Linked DNA regions of Oryctolagus cuniculus: region 1 is linked to region 2. Evidence: chromatin contacts called from public Micro-C data. All regions are on one chromosome and are shown on one strand. The core of a region is the stretch at or near the end of the contact, and the rest is flanking DNA. Distances in the headings are between cores, read along the strand shown.

Evidence for each region. A called contact is a pair of places that touch in the nucleus more often than the background predicts.
Region 1: a Micro-C map of ear pinna shows a contact between it and region 2, with 2.3 times the contacts expected there. The contact joins the enhancer-like site here to the promoter of ASB6 in region 2. A contact is called at or near these places in 2 of 6 Hi-C or Micro-C datasets (ear pinna and an unstated tissue).

The regions. Positions count from the first base shown.
Region 1 is chr1:232,586,163-232,590,301 of mOryCun1.1, reverse strand. The region is part of intron 1 of PRRX2 (paired related homeobox 2); the gene reads right to left. Among named protein-coding and RNA genes, the nearest start is that of PRRX2, 27 kb to the right of the region's middle. Within about 2 kb of position 2,546, at least 1 of the 8 cell types and tissues checked has an H3K27ac peak or open chromatin away from gene starts, as enhancers often do. A contact at or near this core is called in ear pinna, where this site is marked.
Region 2 is chr1:232,547,889-232,552,689 of mOryCun1.1, reverse strand. ASB6 (ankyrin repeat and SOCS box containing 6) reads left to right here and starts at 2,387. Exons shown (of 6, transcript XM_070057902.1): 1 at 2,387-2,641; 2 at 3,576-3,757; 3 at 4,261-4,367; 4 at 4,458-4,566. The coding sequence starts at 2,529.

The sequences.
Region 1 (4,139 bases), core at 1,297-3,796, 37 kb before region 2:
CTGCCCGTGTGGGAGACCCAGATGGAGTTCCGGGCTCCTGGCTTCAGCCTGGGCCAGCCCTGGCTGCTGCAGGCACTTGGGGAGTGACCAGCAGATGGAAGATCCCCCCCCCTCCCTCTCTCTCTCTCTCTCTCCCTCTCCCTCCCCACTCTCTGTTGCTGTATCTTTTTTTAATATATATTTTTTATTTTTATTTTTGATAGGCAGAGTGGACAGTGAGAGAGAGAGAAAGAGAGAAAGGTCTTCTTTTTGCCGTTGCTTCACCCTCCAATGGCCGCCGCGGCTGGTGCACTGCGGCCGGCGCACCGCGCTGATCCGATGGCAGGAGCCAGGTGCTTCTCCTGGTCTCCCATGGGGTGCAGGGCCCAAGCACTTGGGCTATCCTCCACTGCACTCCCTGGCCACAGCAGAGAGCTGGCCTGGAAGAGGGGCAACCGGGACAGAATCCGGTGCCCCGACCAGGACTAGAACCCGGTGTGCTGGCGCTGCAAGGTGGAGGATTAGCCTGTTGAGCCGCGGCACCAGCACTGTATCTTTCAATTAAGTGTTTTTGTTTTTGTTTTTTAAAGAAATGCCCCCCTCGCCCCATAAACAGGACAAGAGTGTTTCAAAAAGTCCACGGGAAGACGGGATTAGGGAGGAGGCACTGAGCCCGCCGTCTAGCGCGCACACCCGCGGCTGAGCGCCCGAGCCGACGGCCGCTCCCGCTCTGCTGCAGCTTCCTGGGGAGGCGGGGAGGGCGGTGCAAGTGACCGGGCTCCCGGCACCCACCAGGGAGACCAGACTGCTTCCTCCGCGTGGCTGCAGCCCCCGCCCAGCCCCAGCCACCGTGAGCCTCTGGGGGAGTGAGCCCGCAGCGGGGAGCCCTCCTCTCCCTCTCCCTCTCCCTCCCCCTCCCTCTCTCTCCCTCTCTCCCTCTCTGCCTCTCAAATTGAGAAAGGAAGGAAGGGAACTGAAGGGGAGACTGAGTGGGGTGCAGAGCAACTGCAAAGCCCCCTGCAGTCTGTTCATCATATGTGTCTCCCGGGAGAGGTAGAGTTACAGAGAGAGGGACAGAGAGAGAGAGAGAGAGATCTTCCATCCGCTGGTTCACTCCCCAGATGGCTGCAACAGCTGGGGCTGATCTGAAGCCAGGAGCCAGGAGCTTCTTCCAGGTCTCCCACGTGGGTGCAGGGGCCCAAGCACTGGGCCATCTTCTACGGCTTTCCCAGGCCACAGCAGAGAGCTGGATCGGAAGTGGAGCAGCCAGGACTTGAACTGGCACTCATAGGGGATGCCGGCGCCGCAGGCAGAGCATTAACCTACTGTGCCGCCAGGAGCTCTTCAGAGCCCTCGTATGCATGGATTCCGGTGTCTCTGCACCAAAACAGTCGACCTTTCAGTGCCGTTTTCCCGTGAACTTTCAAAGTCCTCTCGTACAAGTGCTGTGCGTCCATCAGCAATAAAAGCAGATGTTGACGCGGGTCCATGCCCCCTAGCAAGGCGGTCCTGTGCTAGCAGCCCCGCTCAGATCCCCCACTCGGGGCTCAGCCTGCAGGCGGTGACCGTGTAGGGTCCGGCGGCCGTCTGTCCCGAGCCACCTCCTGGAACCGTGGGCGGCCACATCCTCCGTGAGCCCGCACTGGGGCTGCAGGCATTTAGAGAACAAATAAACAGTCCCGAGCTGCGGGCGCCTTCGCCGGCCCCTTCCTCTGCCTCTGCCCTCAGGCCGACAGATGCTGGGCCACTCAGCCTGGCTGTGCCCCAAGCTCACAACCACGTACGTTTCCCTGTGATGGAGCGCGAAGCAGGAGCCGCTGCCATCGGAACGGGCCGTTTGGATGCCAGGGCGGGGGCAGGGGAAGAGGCAGTCAGATGGAGGAGGCCTGCCGCGCTTGCTTCTCTAAAACCGAAATTCTATCGTTCCTGATTCCAGTATGACTAAAAATAATAATAATAAGGCGGGAGCCAGTTCCCTGCCATTTCTTTATTTCACACATACCATTGAGTTGGCTGACACTGGCGGGCCCGAGACGTTTAAAAACCAAAAGGTCCAGGGCTCCCCCCGCCCCGCGCCCATGGTTTTTCTTACTCCGTGTAATTTAAGGGCCTAAATAGTCTGGAGGGAATTAACTGCAAATTCTTCCTAAGACAAATAAACCCAGCCTCTTCGCCGCGGCCTTTCTCAAGCTGTTGAGAGACGCGCTCTGTTTTTGCTTCAAACAGCCAGTTTGCGTCTGACCCCGGAGCTGCGGCCAGCTCCAAGCCAAATAAATAACTTTTATTAATTAGCATTTATTCTGACCAAGCAAAGCAGCCCCCGCCCCCGTGCGAGCCCTGCCAACAGGATCGCAAAAATAAACCCGGGTCCCTGGGACCTTGATGTGGATTTCACAAATTAACACGGGGATGGGCCGGGCGCTCCGAGCTGCGCCGCTGTCCGGAGCAGGAAGTGGAGGTGGCGGCGGCCCGTGGAGCCTGCGCCTTCCCCCCACCTTGCAAGGGCCCCCGGGAGGCGGGTCAGGCAGGAACCTGGGAGCCAGAGCGCCCCCGGGGGCCCCTGAGGCAGAATGGGCTGGTGGGGGGCTGGCGGTTAAAGAGGTGGAAGGAGAGAGGGGGTGGAGCGAGGAGAGCAGGAAACAGGGCCCCCCGAAACCCGTGGGTACAGATGCTCGGCTTCCAGCGACTTCCAGACCCAGGGGTAGGGTCCCCTCCCCGCTAGCCCCGCCCCCACCCAAGACCTGGCTTCCACCTGATGCCCTGCGTTGATAGCAGCCCCGGACCCTCAGGGAAGAGGTGCTTGAGGCCTCGGCTGCGGTGGGTGCCGGCACCCGCACCCCTGGAGCCCACCGTGGCTCGGGGCCACTCTGGTGGGTGGAGCCAGGGCTGGTGGCCGTGGGTGGTCTCGGGGCAGGCCGGTGACATCCTTGGAGCTAGTTCTCACACGGGGCACGCACCCCTCCTCTCTGCTGCTGTCGGCCTGCGCCTGCCACATTCCTCCCCCTCCCCGGCTCATCAGGCCCCAGCACAGGCGCCACCTCCGCCAGGAAGCCTTCCCAGATCCCCAGGCTGAGGCTCCCAGAGCCCTGTGGGTCCCCAGTACACACGGTTATTGGGTTATTGTTGGTTACTGTCGCACTGCAGGCTCAGTGTGGGGTGTTTGGCCCAGAAACTCAGTATTTCCTGTCTCCTTCGACCCCACTGCAGGGCCTGGCACAGGGCAACGCTCTATAAATGTTTGTTGAGTGAATGAGTGAGGAGGCATAGCAGGGGCCCGGCCCCCCACCCTGGAGGACCCTGGGCTCGGGGGGCGGCTCATCCCATTCACTCGCAGCGGAACCCGAGATACTGACACGTTGGCAGCCGCCGGCCTGGAGAAGCAGAAAAGCCATCCCAGGGTGGGCGGGGCTCCCCCAGGGGGTCCTCGGCCCCCTCTTGTGGTCTCCCCAGGCCGCAGCACCGCATGTGAGGTCTCAGGGTCACAGGCCACCCCAGCCTGGGACGGGGTGCCCCCAGCCCTGTGGCCAGTGACCTCGGTGGCTACGGGGAAGCCTTAGCAGGCTCGGGATGACCCTGGAGCCTGGAGGGGGGCTCCCTCATGTCCCCCAGGGCGCGGCAGGAGGCAGCGCAGTGCACAGCGTCTCCCTGGGGTCTGGCACACAATCCCACGGGACCACGAGACCCCAAGGAGTCCCAGTGGAGCTGCCTTCGGCAGGGAGCACAGCTCCTTCCCGCCTCGGGGCCTTTGCACGTGCCGTCCCCTACCTGGAACACTCTTCCTCTGCCTAACGCTTACCCAGCCTTCAGACCCAGCCTGCAAGCCCCCCCCCCCCAGCCTCCCCCAGCCCCCGGCCAGGGCGGGGTCTCCACGCTGCAGATTCCCAGGTCTGTGCCCCGCACATCTGCAATTTCTCAAAACAGAGAAAGTCCGTGTTCGGCCACCTGCTTCCTGCCTGTTCCATTCAACTTGAAGCTCCAGGAAGGCAGGGCCTGGGGTTGCCGGCCTCGGTTAACTCCCCAGGCGCAGGCGAGAGGTTGGCTTCACGCATGTTTCTGAGTGGGCAGCTGATGTGTAAACGGAGGAAGGGCGTGTCCCAGGGCAGCGTGGGGAGTCTCAGCTTCCTAGCCAGGCCTCCTCACCCCCACAAGGCCAGACGACC
Region 2 (4,801 bases), core at 1,138-3,637:
TGGACGGAATGCCTCCCGCTGTTCACGGCCTGACTCAACCCCACCTGCGGGGGCTCTGCCGCCCGCTCAGCTCAGGTGAGACGCGCCCGGCTCGGGTGGGCTCGGGTGGGCTCGGGTGGGCTCAGGTGAGACACGCCTGGCTCTTGTGGGCTCAGGTGAGACGCGCCCGACTCGGGTGGGCTCGGGTGAGACGCGCCCGGCTCGGGTGGGCTCAGGTGGGCTCAGGTGAGACACGCCTGGCTCGGGTGGGCTCAGGTGGGCTCAGGTGAGACGTGCCCAGCTCGGGTGGGCTCAGGTGGGCTCGGGTGGGCTCGGGTGGGCTCAGGTGAGATGCGCCCGGCTTGGGTGGGCTCGGGTGGGCTCAGGTGAGACGCGCCCGGCTCAGGTGGGCTCAGGTGGGCTCGGGTGGGACGCGCTCCTGGGAGGAAGGGCAGAAAGGGCCCAGAGGCACAAAGATCAAAGTCCCCAGCCCCAGTGCCCAGGGACAGCTCTGTGTGGGGCCTCCCAGGAGGTTCCCTGGCCACGCACGCTCACACACGGGCACATACGTGTACTCTGCCTGTGTGGGCTCACACGGTACCCACTCTGCTGTGCTGCTATGGGGCGGGGTCTCCGGCACGCACCTGCTGCCAGTGGTTAAGGTACAGGCCGGACTTCCCCTCGTGTTTGCGGGTGGCTTTTCATCCCCGTGAGTCACGGCGCGTGCCTTGGCCTGTCTTCCTGCTGGTGTTTCTGCCTGCTTGTTGATTCCCGATGGTTCTTTATATATCGAGGTATTTTCCCGGGTGCACTGGGTAGTCACGGCGAGCCCCAAACTCCCCCGGGAGCGGCAGGCAGGCACTGACCCGCCAGGAGCCTGTCCCCAAGGCCCCTCCCCACCTCTGCGGGGCAAGTCTGGAGTGGGGTGGCAGGAAGGGGCCGGGCCGCCAGGCAGGGAGAGCGAAAGAGAGCAGTGTGAGGGCTGAGGCCAGGGCCCTGGCGACCGAACCGTAATGGGAGGCGGATGGAGGAAGCAGGACAGCCGGCGGCGGTGGGGGCCACGGAGCCCGCTACAGACCGGAGCCGGGCAGCCAGCGGGCCGCAGGGCCCGGCTCCACCGCGCGGTGGCCACGGGCTGCGACAGGGCAGGGGCCGGCTCCTCCCTCCTGCCCAGAGCCCCAGGAGCTGCGAGGACCCTGGGGTCCCCGGTGCCGAGCGGAGAGACAGGGTGCCCGGCAGGGCTGTGCACCCCCCGGCCGAGCCTCAGCTTCCCTGTCTGGCAAGGGTGGGGCCCGGGGTCGGCCGGCCCTGCGAGCGTCCCCTCGCCCATCCGCCCATCCGTGACGCGGGAGCTCTCCCGCTGCCCCCGAGGCCGCCAGAGCTGCCCGGGCCCCCAGCTGACAGGTGAGACCAGGGCGCCGGCCTGGCCCGGCCCGGCACAGCGCGGTTAACCCCACCTGGAACGCGGCCTCCCGGGAGGGAGACGAGGCCAGCCGGGTTAGGGCGGGCAGGGGGCGGCCGGTGCGGGCAGAGGTGGGCGGAGCCGGGGGCTCCAGGAGCGGGCAGGGGCAGGCAAGGGCCCTGACCCCTGGGAGCACGCGGGAGCGCGCGTGGATACCCGCGTACGGCTTTGTCCTGGGGAGCTCAGCACCCCCCGAATTCCTCATCCCAGGGGCCCCTGTGCCCTCACGTGCTCCGGGGTCCCCAGCACACACACGGGGCTCAGCCCCGGGCCTCTCCCCTGTGTGCCGGAGCCTGTTCCCCCCCCCCCCCGCCCCAGGTGCCCGTGAGGGGCGGCACCAGCCAGGGTCTTGTTGCGGGGAGGAGCCTGGACCCTCCCTCAAAGCGGGGGCAGGGCACACGTTTCCGACCCCCAAGACAATGCCTGGTTGGGGTGGGGGGGGCTGAGGGTTTTTTTTTTCCTCCCGACGTCTGCACCGTCCGCATCAGCAGAGCGCCGGACCCGGGGCCTCAGGAGGCTGCCCTATCCCCATTTCTCAGATGAGGAAAATCAAGTCCGCAGCGTCCACCGCGGCAGGAAGGAGCAGCCGGCCCCGGACGGAGGGTGAGGACTCGGCCGGGTGCCCTTGACCGGCCCACTCAGAGGCCCGCGTGCGGCCAGAGGGGGCCGCAGCCACTCCCGGGGGGAGGAGCTGCGGGACGGTCAGCGGCCAGCCCCGCGCGCAGCTTCGACGGCGCCCAGCGGCCGCGCGCGGGATCGCGGGTGGAGCGGGGCCGGGCTGGGGGCGCGCGGGGGCGGGTCCGCGCCGGGACTCAGGGGGCGGGGCCCCCCGCGGGGTGGTGCGCGCGCACACACACGTGCGCACTTCGGTCCTCCGACCGGCAGGGGGCGCTCGCGCCGCGCGAGCACGGGTCTCTGTGCGGCGCGGGCCGGAAGTGGGAGGCTCACTTCCGGCGCGGGGCCGCGGCTTGGGCGGCGGACGGGGTGGGAGCTGGGGCAGGAGCGGCCGAGCCCGCAGCGGGACCTGCAGCCGCCGCAGCGCGCCCGGGCTCCGCGTCGGCCTCGGCGGGGAGGCGCGGCCGCCGCCATGCCGTTCCTGCACGGGTTCCGCAGGATCATCTTCGAGTACCAGCCTCTGGTGGACGCGATCCTCGGCGCCCTGGGCATCCAGGACCCCGAGCGGCAGGAGCCCCTGGACGGGTAACTCGCCCCTGCGGGCTGGCGGGCGGGGGCTGCGTCGCGCGTGGTCGCTCGCCGCTTGGCGAGGCCGGGGCAGCCGTGTGCCCCGCTGTGCGCGTGGAGAGGCCGAGGCCAGCGCCCCGGGCCGCCCTTTGCGGGGCGCTCCTGGTCCGCGCTGGCCGCGGGTGGGGAGAGCCGGACAACGCGGCGTCGGCCCGGGCCCCGCCCTGCGGTCTCCCCCGGGAACCAGTCGTGGTCACCGAGTTTGCGTCTTGCCCCGCGCACAGGGCAGGCCCCAGCCTGCTGGTGCCGATGCCGCGGGAGAGGCTGCTTAGGGTCGCGGTGTCCGAGGGAAGCGGTGCAGGCGCGGGGGGATTGTCCGCGGGGCTCAGCCACGGGGGTGCTCGGGGTCTTTGCAGAGACGGGTGAAGCTGCGGCGCGGTGCGGGATGCCCGTCGAGGGAGAGGGCAGGGCGGGCCCAGCCGCCGTGCGCGCGCCGCTCCGGATGGGTGCTCAGGGCGGGGTGGGTGCAGGATAAGCGGGAGCCCTGCCCTTGAGCCCGCGGGGGAGGGGAGCAGCCCTGGAGCGGGGGCGTCGCCAGGGCGGTGCTGGGGCCTGCAGGCTCCGCGTGCGCTCACCTGCCCCAGGGCGAGTCCCGCACTTGCGACGGACGTGGGCCTCGCGGGAGGCCGCCCTGGGCAGGTCGCTCTGGCCGGAGCGGGGCCCAGGCGCTGCCCGCTGCGTCCCGCCCTCCATCCCTGGTCACTGCCCTCACCGGGGGCGCTGCACCTCCCAGGCTGTGAGCCGAGTGCATCGTTCCCGGCCCCCTCAGGTGCTTGGTGGCAGCGCAGAGGGGACAGGTGCACGGGGTTCCCTGCAGTGCTGGGAGCCGCCCCTGCCCGGGGCCGCCGCAGCGGGGCGCGGCTGCTGCCTCACAGGGTCCCCCCCGCCCCAGGCCCGGCTACGTGGCCAGCGAGGAGGGCCGGCTGCGCGTCCTCACAGAGCTGCTGGAGCGGAAGACCCACTCCCCGTTCTACCAGGAGGGCGTGAGCAACGCGCTGCTCAAGATGGCCGAGCTGGGGCTGACGCGGGCGGCCGACGTCCTGCTGCGGCACGGGGCCAACCTCAACTTCGAAGGTCAGCCGGGGCCCCTGGGGGCGGCGGGCGGCCATTCCCTGGGGAGCTCGCTGGTGGCCCTGAGCGGCGGGCAGAGCGCGCTGGCTGCTGACTCAGCAGAGCGGCCGGCCCTCAGCTCCCACGCGTGTGCAGACGCGGCAGCTGGCCCTGCGCCCGGAGCCAGCCAGCTCCTCCGAGCAGCGGTGCAGGGGCGGGGGCAGGGCCGGCAGAGGGGTTCTGATGCCCCAGATTTCAGCCCAGCCCGTCTCCCTCCCCCTCTGAGCCCCTGGCGCCCGAGGCTCGGGGGCCCAGGTTGTGCTGCTGCCAGGTCTCCAGGGGCGAGGCCCCAGCTGGCCCTGTTTCAGCAGGAGCTAAAGCCAAGGGGGTCAGGTGCTCTGTCCTGTCCCTCCGGCTCCATCCTGACCCCCGTGGGGACGGGCAGGGCAGCCCTGGCCATGGCTCCTGCCTGGAGCAGACAGGAGAGCCGGGCCTGGGCGCTGAGCTGCCCCGGGCTGTGCCTGCAGACCCGGTGACCTACTACACGGCGCTGCACATCGCCGTGCTGCGGAACCAGCCCGACATGGTGGAGCTGCTGGTGCGCCACGGGGCCAACATCAATCGCAGGGACCGGGTACGCGCCGGGCCAGCCTGCTTCCCGGGGTGAGGGGCTGGGGGCCCCTGGCAGGCCTCCAGGCCAACCTGCCCCACGCTCTCGGTCCAGATCCATGAGAGCAGCCCCCTGGACCTGGCCAGCGAGGAGCCCGAGCGCCTGCCCTGCCTGCAGCGGCTCCTGGACCTCGGCGCAGACGTCAACGCGGCCGACAAGCACGGTGGGTGCCTCCCGCGTGACGGCAGGCGGCCTGGGCCCCGGCCCCATCTGGTCACTGCACGGTGGGTGCACAGGTGAACTCTGCCAACTTCTGGCAGTCGAGGGGCTTTAGACAGGCCACGTGGTCGCCGTGCCCGTGCCAGCCCCATGGGCGCCATCGGGGCGAGCCGTGGCTTCCTGTCGGGACAGACCCAACCCAGGCCTCAGGGAGCATCTTGGGGCCAGAGGACCCCTTC